2 separate regions of the Sus scrofa genome follow, and region 2 is linked to region 1. Evidence: chromatin contacts called from public HiChIP or PLAC-seq data. All regions are on one chromosome and are shown on one strand. Each heading gives the region's core, a stretch centred on a gene start, on an enhancer-like site or on the middle of the called end of the contact. The rest is flanking DNA. Distances are from core to core; before and after follow the strand shown. Region 1 holds the start of ATP13A3 (probable cation-transporting ATPase 13A3). Region 2 has its middle 37 kb from the start of ATP13A3.

Region 1 (3,456 bases), core at 277-2,776:
CAAACTTCCATAACAATTACTAATAGGCCTGCTATTTCAAGCAACTTCCAGGAACTGATTTGCCTTTAAAAAGGGTCACCAGAATGGGATGACCATATACCTTTATTTTGGCAACTATAACCTATTAGGCCAAGCAACAATCCTCCTAAGAGCAAAATACAACACATATTCCAGTGAAACAAAATTAACACATGTGACTTGGTAAAGAGGATGAATTCAAACCAAGGGCAGAGAGCACTTTTAACTAAGTAACTGCCCTTCAAAAGACAATCTCCAATCAGAATACCTTCAATTTAGCAACAAAGCCTTCAGAACAGTGTTCATTCTGCAATGATCTTTAACCTTCCAGCATTTGTTAGATTTCTTAAAAATTCTAACTTCCTGACTCATAGAGCTAAAATAGTCATTACATACACAAATGTTCTACTCATTTAGTTTGGGATCATGTGTAGGAAACACAGGTTTCTGTTTCTAGGTTTACCACTCCATACCCATTCGTTTTGTACTAATATAACCGCTAAATATAGCTCTAAAACACTGATGATTAAAAGTAGTTAATTATGTGAGTGATTCATACCTCCTATGTCCAGACACCAAGATCCAAGGATGTTTCTGTCAGATCTATGGGAAGAGGTAATGATAAACACCTGTCACAAAATCTTTCCAAATGGAGAAGCTCTGAATTACTGTCAACCCCCAATTAGATTCCCTCAGCACCACTCCCCCCACCCCAAAGAGATCACACATCCACCAGAACCGCACTGTGCACATGGTGTGGGGAGAAGGAAAGGGTATAAAGAGAGTGGCCATGAAGTAATGGAAGACAGGGCCTTGGGTTTTTCTAGTTCTATCACAGAGTCAAAGTGAGAGGCCTTAGATAAGTCATAAGTCACTTTTCCTCTCTGGGCCTCACTTAGCTTAATGCGGTAATTGGCAAGGAGCTCTACTACTCCGTGGCTAAGGACGAATTCAAGATTCCTCAGTCAGCACTCGTACAAACCCATCCAAGCTCCCTTCTAATACCTTACCTTCGACCTCACCATCTCCTGAACTTTCTAAAAGGGCTGGACGACCGTCCCACTCCCAAATCCCAACACACACTCGCCTTCTTCCCAAGTGGCGTGACCCAACCAGGCCTTCACACCCACAACGTGGAGCCCTCCTTCTCGCCTCACCTGTCCCAGACAGACATTCCGCAGTCTTAGCGCTCCCCTCCGCACACACGCCTTCCAGGAGAAGTGATGCCCAATTCCGGCCCGAGGAGGCCGACCGAGAGCTCACCTGGTACCCGCCACCCCCGACAATACCATTCACCTCCTCCAACCTCCCCCATCACCTCCACCCACCGGCTACACGCTCCGTTCACCCTGCCTTCCAGCGCCCCGGGGAAGCCGGGACCACTCACCGGGCGCCGCGGCGCTGTCTCCTCGGCGGCCTCCCGGCCGGAGCAGCCAAAGGGCCGCGGGGGCCGGGGCCAGGGCCCGCCGCTGTCGCCGCCGCCGCCTCGCCTCAGCCCAGCCCCATCGCCCTCGGCCAGCGCCGGCGGCCGCGGGTCGCTCGAGCTCGAGGCGCCGCCGCCGCCGCGCGCTGCGGCTCGGGGTTAGGGGAGGGAGGCGCCGCGGCGGGGCCCGGGCCGAGCCGGGGCGCAGGGGCGTCCGCGCTCTCTTCCTCGGCGCGCGCGCGGCTGCGGCGTGCAGCCGGAGCAGGGCGAGAACAAGGGCGGGCGGCAAGGGAAGGCAGGCAGGGGAGGGGGGCGGTCTGCACTCCCAAACGGCCTCTCGCCGCCAGCGACGTAGCGAACCCCCCTCCCCTCCGCTGTGGCGCCTGGATCGCTCTGCCGGGAGAGCCCGCAGGCGGGCGGGGGAGCGCTCACGGGGAGCTCGGGACTCCCGCGCCGGATGTGAGGTCACGTGATTGCCTCATCCAACGCCGAGGGCGGAGGGGCGCAAAGGGGACGTCAGGAGGGGCGGGACCGGTGGGTGGGCGGGCCGAGATTCGGGCCACGCCCACCACCTCCCCTTTAGCTCCCTCACCCCCAGGCGGGAGGAGAAAAGAAAGGGGGAGGGAGGGCACTACAGGGGGGCTCGAGGTTGGGGTGCGGGGTGTTACTAAGCGAGAACGGCATTTTTTTTGGCGGTAGGAGGTGGAATTTACCAACCTGGCCGTGCAAATACCAGCTCACAGTCCAAGTCCGCATTTTATGAAGAGGGAAACTAAGTCCCTGCGAGGGGCCTAACCTAACTTGCCCAGAGTCAAGGTCACGGAGGAACCTTGTACGAAAATGCTAGAGAGGAAGCCAGATTGTGGCTCCCAATCCAGGTCCCTTTCATTCCTTAGTAGTCCCCTCCCCAATCCAAAAAAAAAAAAAAAAAAAAAAAAAACAAGCAAAAAGCTGTAATTCTCTTTTAACCACCGGCTCCGCGCGCCAGGCCTCGGGCGGAGGACTAGTAAGTGTACCCAAGAGAAAGTTCCCACGCTTCCATTCCACCGCTTCTAGCGGTAAGGAGTTCCTTCCGACAGCGCTGGATGTAAATTAAATACTTCCCTCCGCAGAAGATTTATCTCTGAGCAGGGCCCCGGCCGGATGTACAAATCGCGAGTCTGGTTTTCGCGGAGACCCTTCGATGACGCGCCCGCCATCTTTTGGCGCTGAGACTCCCTTGCCCGTGACCTTGGAGCAGGGCCATTTTTTTGTCGTTCACCTTACGGCTAACAGAATTCCTAGCTGCTCAAGCGTAAGAAAGGAGGAGACCACGACCTCTGGTGCACTGCACTTGGGCACGCTTCGCCAGGGGCAGGGAGCATTCAGGCTCTGGTTCATAGCATTTAAAGACACTTCTTGGGGTGAATGGGGGGAGCTACCACCTTTGGTACGCGACACTTGGTGACACCTCATTTGGAGCAGCACACATCCCAAGTCAAGTCACCAATGTCACCTTATAGAGAGCCTGGAACACGCTGCTCCTGGCCCCCGAGGTTGTTTGGAGCTGGACGGTTTCCGAGCACTTCCTCGCACCCTTTGGCTTGGACCACGCACTGGACTGAGATGGATCTACAGCTCTCTCTTCCCCACCCCTGGGCTCAGTCTCACGGTTTGATTCCACCCTGACGGTGTTCAAATGATTAAATGAGATAAGGAGTGTGGAAGTGTTGGGCAAACTCTAAGAAGCTCCCTCGGAGGCCTTGGGCCCTTAAAGCCTCCTTTCCCACCTCTCCAGATTCTTTGGCTCCTGACTCTTTTCCCTCAGCCTTTCCCAAACATAAGTCCCCAAAACAAAACTATCCTGCCCACCCTCCGCTCTAAATGTCCTCTCCAGTTGGCTTCCAAGCCCGTCTCTCCCCCTCATACAGACCTCTTAAACAGTGGTCTCTCCAGCAGTCACCACTTCCTCATTTCTCAACACTAGGAGATTGAGCTTCCCCTTCCCCCACCCCCCAACACACACACACCCTTCC
Region 2 (3,456 bases), core at 582-3,081, 37 kb after region 1:
AACCTTGTACAGAACTTTGAAATAAGTACTGCCCTCCTAAATTGTTTCCCTGACTTGGTTATCTCTTTTGGTCCAGATTTATCATCATAAGATTACCTTATTCAAGTTGCTCGACACTGAAAAAAGTCAGAATGGCCCTTCTTTGCCCACAAAGTTGCTTTGTTTGGGGTTTTTTTGGTTTTGTTTTTGGTTTTTTTTGCTTTTTTTTTTTCTTTTACTTTTTAGAGCTGCACCTGCAGTATATGGAGATTCCCAGGCTAGGGGTTGAATTGGAGCTACAGCTGCCAGCCTACACCACAACCACAACAAGGCCGGATCTGAGCCACATCTGTGACCTATACCACAGCTCATGGCAATGCCGCCAGATCCTTAACCCATTGATCGAGGTCAGGGATGGAACCCCCATCCTCATGGATCCTAGTCGGGATTGCTAACTGCTGAGCCATGAAGGGAACTCCCCACAAAGATTTAAACTCAAGTTCCTTAGCCTTGAATGTAGGAAGCTTCCTGATATGACTGTACGCACCTTTTTTTAAAGGTTATCTCATATTCCCTGCACATACACACCCTTTGGCCATGAGGACTTACTCTGTCTCTTCCAAATATGTTGGACAGATCTCATTTGTTTATTCTTGGAATGTCCTGTACGGAAGGCTGTCTCCCTAGCTGCTTCCACATGACAACCACCCTTCAGGGTTCCATTCTTTTCCCCTACTCCTGCTATCCCAGCTCCCCAGCCAATGGTGTTTCCCTCCCCAAAACTCTGACGTTTCACATTTATCCTTGTTATACGTGGCCCTTTATCATTGATAAGCTTCCTTACCTTTGCTCATATCTCACTTTTTTAGCTAGTCTCTGAGTTTCTTAAAGACAGTGAACATCATTGCATCTCCCTTGGCTTCCAGGACAGGGTTTACCTAGAGTAGATTTTGGGTTATTTCTTTTTCATTGATGGATTTTGTAATAAAAATTTTGAACACCTTACTGTAGCCTCCAACTCTACATGAGTTGGCCTCTGCCATCTTCTTTGGCCTCGTTGATGGCTCCCTGCTGCTTAGCACTCTAAACCTTGCCATCTCCAGCACCGGTCAGTTTCTTAAGCACTCCAGCCAGTGCATCTTATGCCGCCTCCTCTGCCTGAACACTCAGTTCCTCTTCTTTGTCTGGTTGACTCTTACTCAACTTTTGGGTCTGAATCCAAGCATTGTTTCCTAATGAGAAGTCTTCCTCCAGACTCCACGAGAAACCACAGGTTAGTAAAATGAGGGACAGCCAAATGCAGTGTGTGTATGTGTGTTTAGCAAGAGGAAATGAGAAACATCTACATCCACCCACTCATGAACTCTCTCCAGCTTCTCCTTTTCCTGTCCCCTTTGGGTGTCAGCCATCTGGTATTACTCATAGGATCCCTGGATTGACTTTCGTTCTTCAGCCTTAGTACCTTTGTACACACTTTTCATTCTGCCCTATTTCATTTCACATCTAGTTAACTCTATTCATCCTTCAACCCACAGCCATGGAGTCTATAAAATGCGAACAGTAGAAATAGCTTCTACTTCAGGGCATTGTTGTAAGGAGTAAATAAGTATATATGTAGTTCCTAGACTACTTTCTGGTATATACTAAGTGCTCAATGATTTTTAGCTATTATTATTACCATTATCATCATCTTCTCTCTCTTCATTATTATCAGTGTATATGGTACTTATAAAAGTACCATGCCATTTATCATGCTATGTAGTATTGTTTTCATATCTGTCTCTCCCTGTCATATGCGTGCCTTGTTGATTGAATTGTCATCAGATAACTACGTCATTCTACAAACCCTAGCAAGCCCTCAACGGTCAAATCTAAGAGCTGTAGAAATCCCGTGGGGGTTGTGATAGGAAAACATCGACTGCATGACAAGGCTCTGGGAAACTGAACAAGTGAATAAGCTTAAAAAGAATCCCTTAGAAACAACCACAGGACTCTTACTCACCATTGGTGAGAGTGCAAGTTGACACCACCTTATTTTTTAGGGCAATTTGATACGCACTTCTAAAATTTTAGTTGTATACACCCTTTGACAAAACAATACCCCTTTTAGGAATCCCTTCAATAAAAATGCTCAAGTATGCAAAGGTATATGATAAGGTTGACTATTAACATTACTTGTAAAATAAAATATTGGAAATAGCCCAAATGCTCATCTAAATGGGACTAAATAAATTCATTGTGGGATTATAGGGCATCCACACAATGAAATTCTATGTAACTGTTCATGAAAAGAAGAAAGAGCTATATGTCCTGAAGCTAGAGGTCCATAAAACTGATAATGAAAAAATTGCAAATTATCCTAAATGTGTTAGCCCCTTTGGGGGGGCGGAATCAATTTTATTAAGGTATTATTTATTTATTTATTTATTTATTTATTTATTTTTGTCTTTTTGCCATTTCTTGGGCCACTCCAGCGGCATATGGAGGTTCCCAGGCTAGGGGTCAAATTGGAGCCGAAGCCACCAGCCTACGCCAGAGCCACAGCAACACGGGATCCGCGCCGCGTCTGCAACCTACACCACAGCTCACGGCAACGCCGGATCGTTAACCCACTGAGCAAGGGCAGGGACCGAACCCGCAACCTCATGGTTCCTAGTCGGATTCGTTAACCACTGTGCCACAACAGGAACTCCAAGGTATAATTTAAATACAATAAAATTTACCAGCATTAAGTGCACAATCAGATGAATCAACAAATATATAAGGTCACATAACCACCACTGCAATCATGATATTAATAGAACATTTTCATCACTTGGAAAAGTTATTTGAAAACCATTTGCAGTCATTCTATATCTTCACCCTCTGGGCCCTGGCAACCACTGATCTGTTTTGTATAACTTTTTTTTTTTTTTTTTTTTTTTTTGCTTTTCTAGAATTTCATATAAATGGAATCATACAGTAGATACTCTTAAGTCTGGCCCCGTTCACTTAGCATAATGCTTTTGAGATTCATTCATGCTGTTACCTAGCAAGAGTTCACGCTTACTGCTGACTCGTATTCCATTGTAAGGATGTACTACAACTTATTACTTCACTTCATGGTTGTTTTTTTTTGGTTTTTTTTTTTGTTTGTTTTTTTACTTTTATTAGCGCTGAACCTGCAGCATATGAAAATTCCCATGCTAGGGGTCAAATCAAAGCTGCAGCTATTACTTCATTTCATAATTGATGAATATTTGGGCTGTTTTTAGTCTTTTGGGGTTTTTTTGCCTTTTTTTTTTTAGGGCCACTGGTGCAGCATATGGAAGTTCCCAGGCTAGGGGTCAAATCTGAACTGTAGCCACCGGCCTGCACCACAGCCACAACAATGCAGGATACAAGCTGTACCTGTAACCTACACTACAGCTCATGACAACGGTGGATCCTTAACCCACTGACACTGATCGAGGCCAGGGATCAAACCCGTGTCCTTAT

What was found. HiChIP or PLAC-seq counts read pairs in DNA pulled down with a chosen protein or histone mark.
Region 2: a contact with region 1 is called in an H3K27ac HiChIP or PLAC-seq map of alveolar macrophages. The contact joins the enhancer-like site here to the promoter of ATP13A3 in region 1. A contact is called at or near these places in 7 of 47 Hi-C or Micro-C datasets (adipocytes, alveolar macrophages, embryonic fibroblasts and 3 more) and 2 of 2 datasets of contacts at active chromatin or transcription factors (alveolar macrophages and skeletal muscle).

What each region holds. Positions count from the first base shown.
Region 1 is chr13:131,474,579-131,478,034 of Sscrofa11.1, forward strand. It overlaps ATP13A3 (probable cation-transporting ATPase 13A3), which reads right to left and starts at 1,527. Exons shown (of 34, transcript XM_021070069.1): 1 at 1,406-1,527; 2 at 578-621.
Region 2 is chr13:131,511,685-131,515,140 of Sscrofa11.1, forward strand. No RefSeq gene overlaps it. Among named protein-coding and RNA genes, the nearest start is that of ATP13A3, 37 kb to the left of the region's middle. Within about 2 kb of position 1,832, at least 21 of the 83 cell types and tissues checked have an H3K27ac peak or open chromatin away from gene starts, as enhancers often do. A contact at or near this core is called in alveolar macrophages and embryonic fibroblasts, where this site is marked.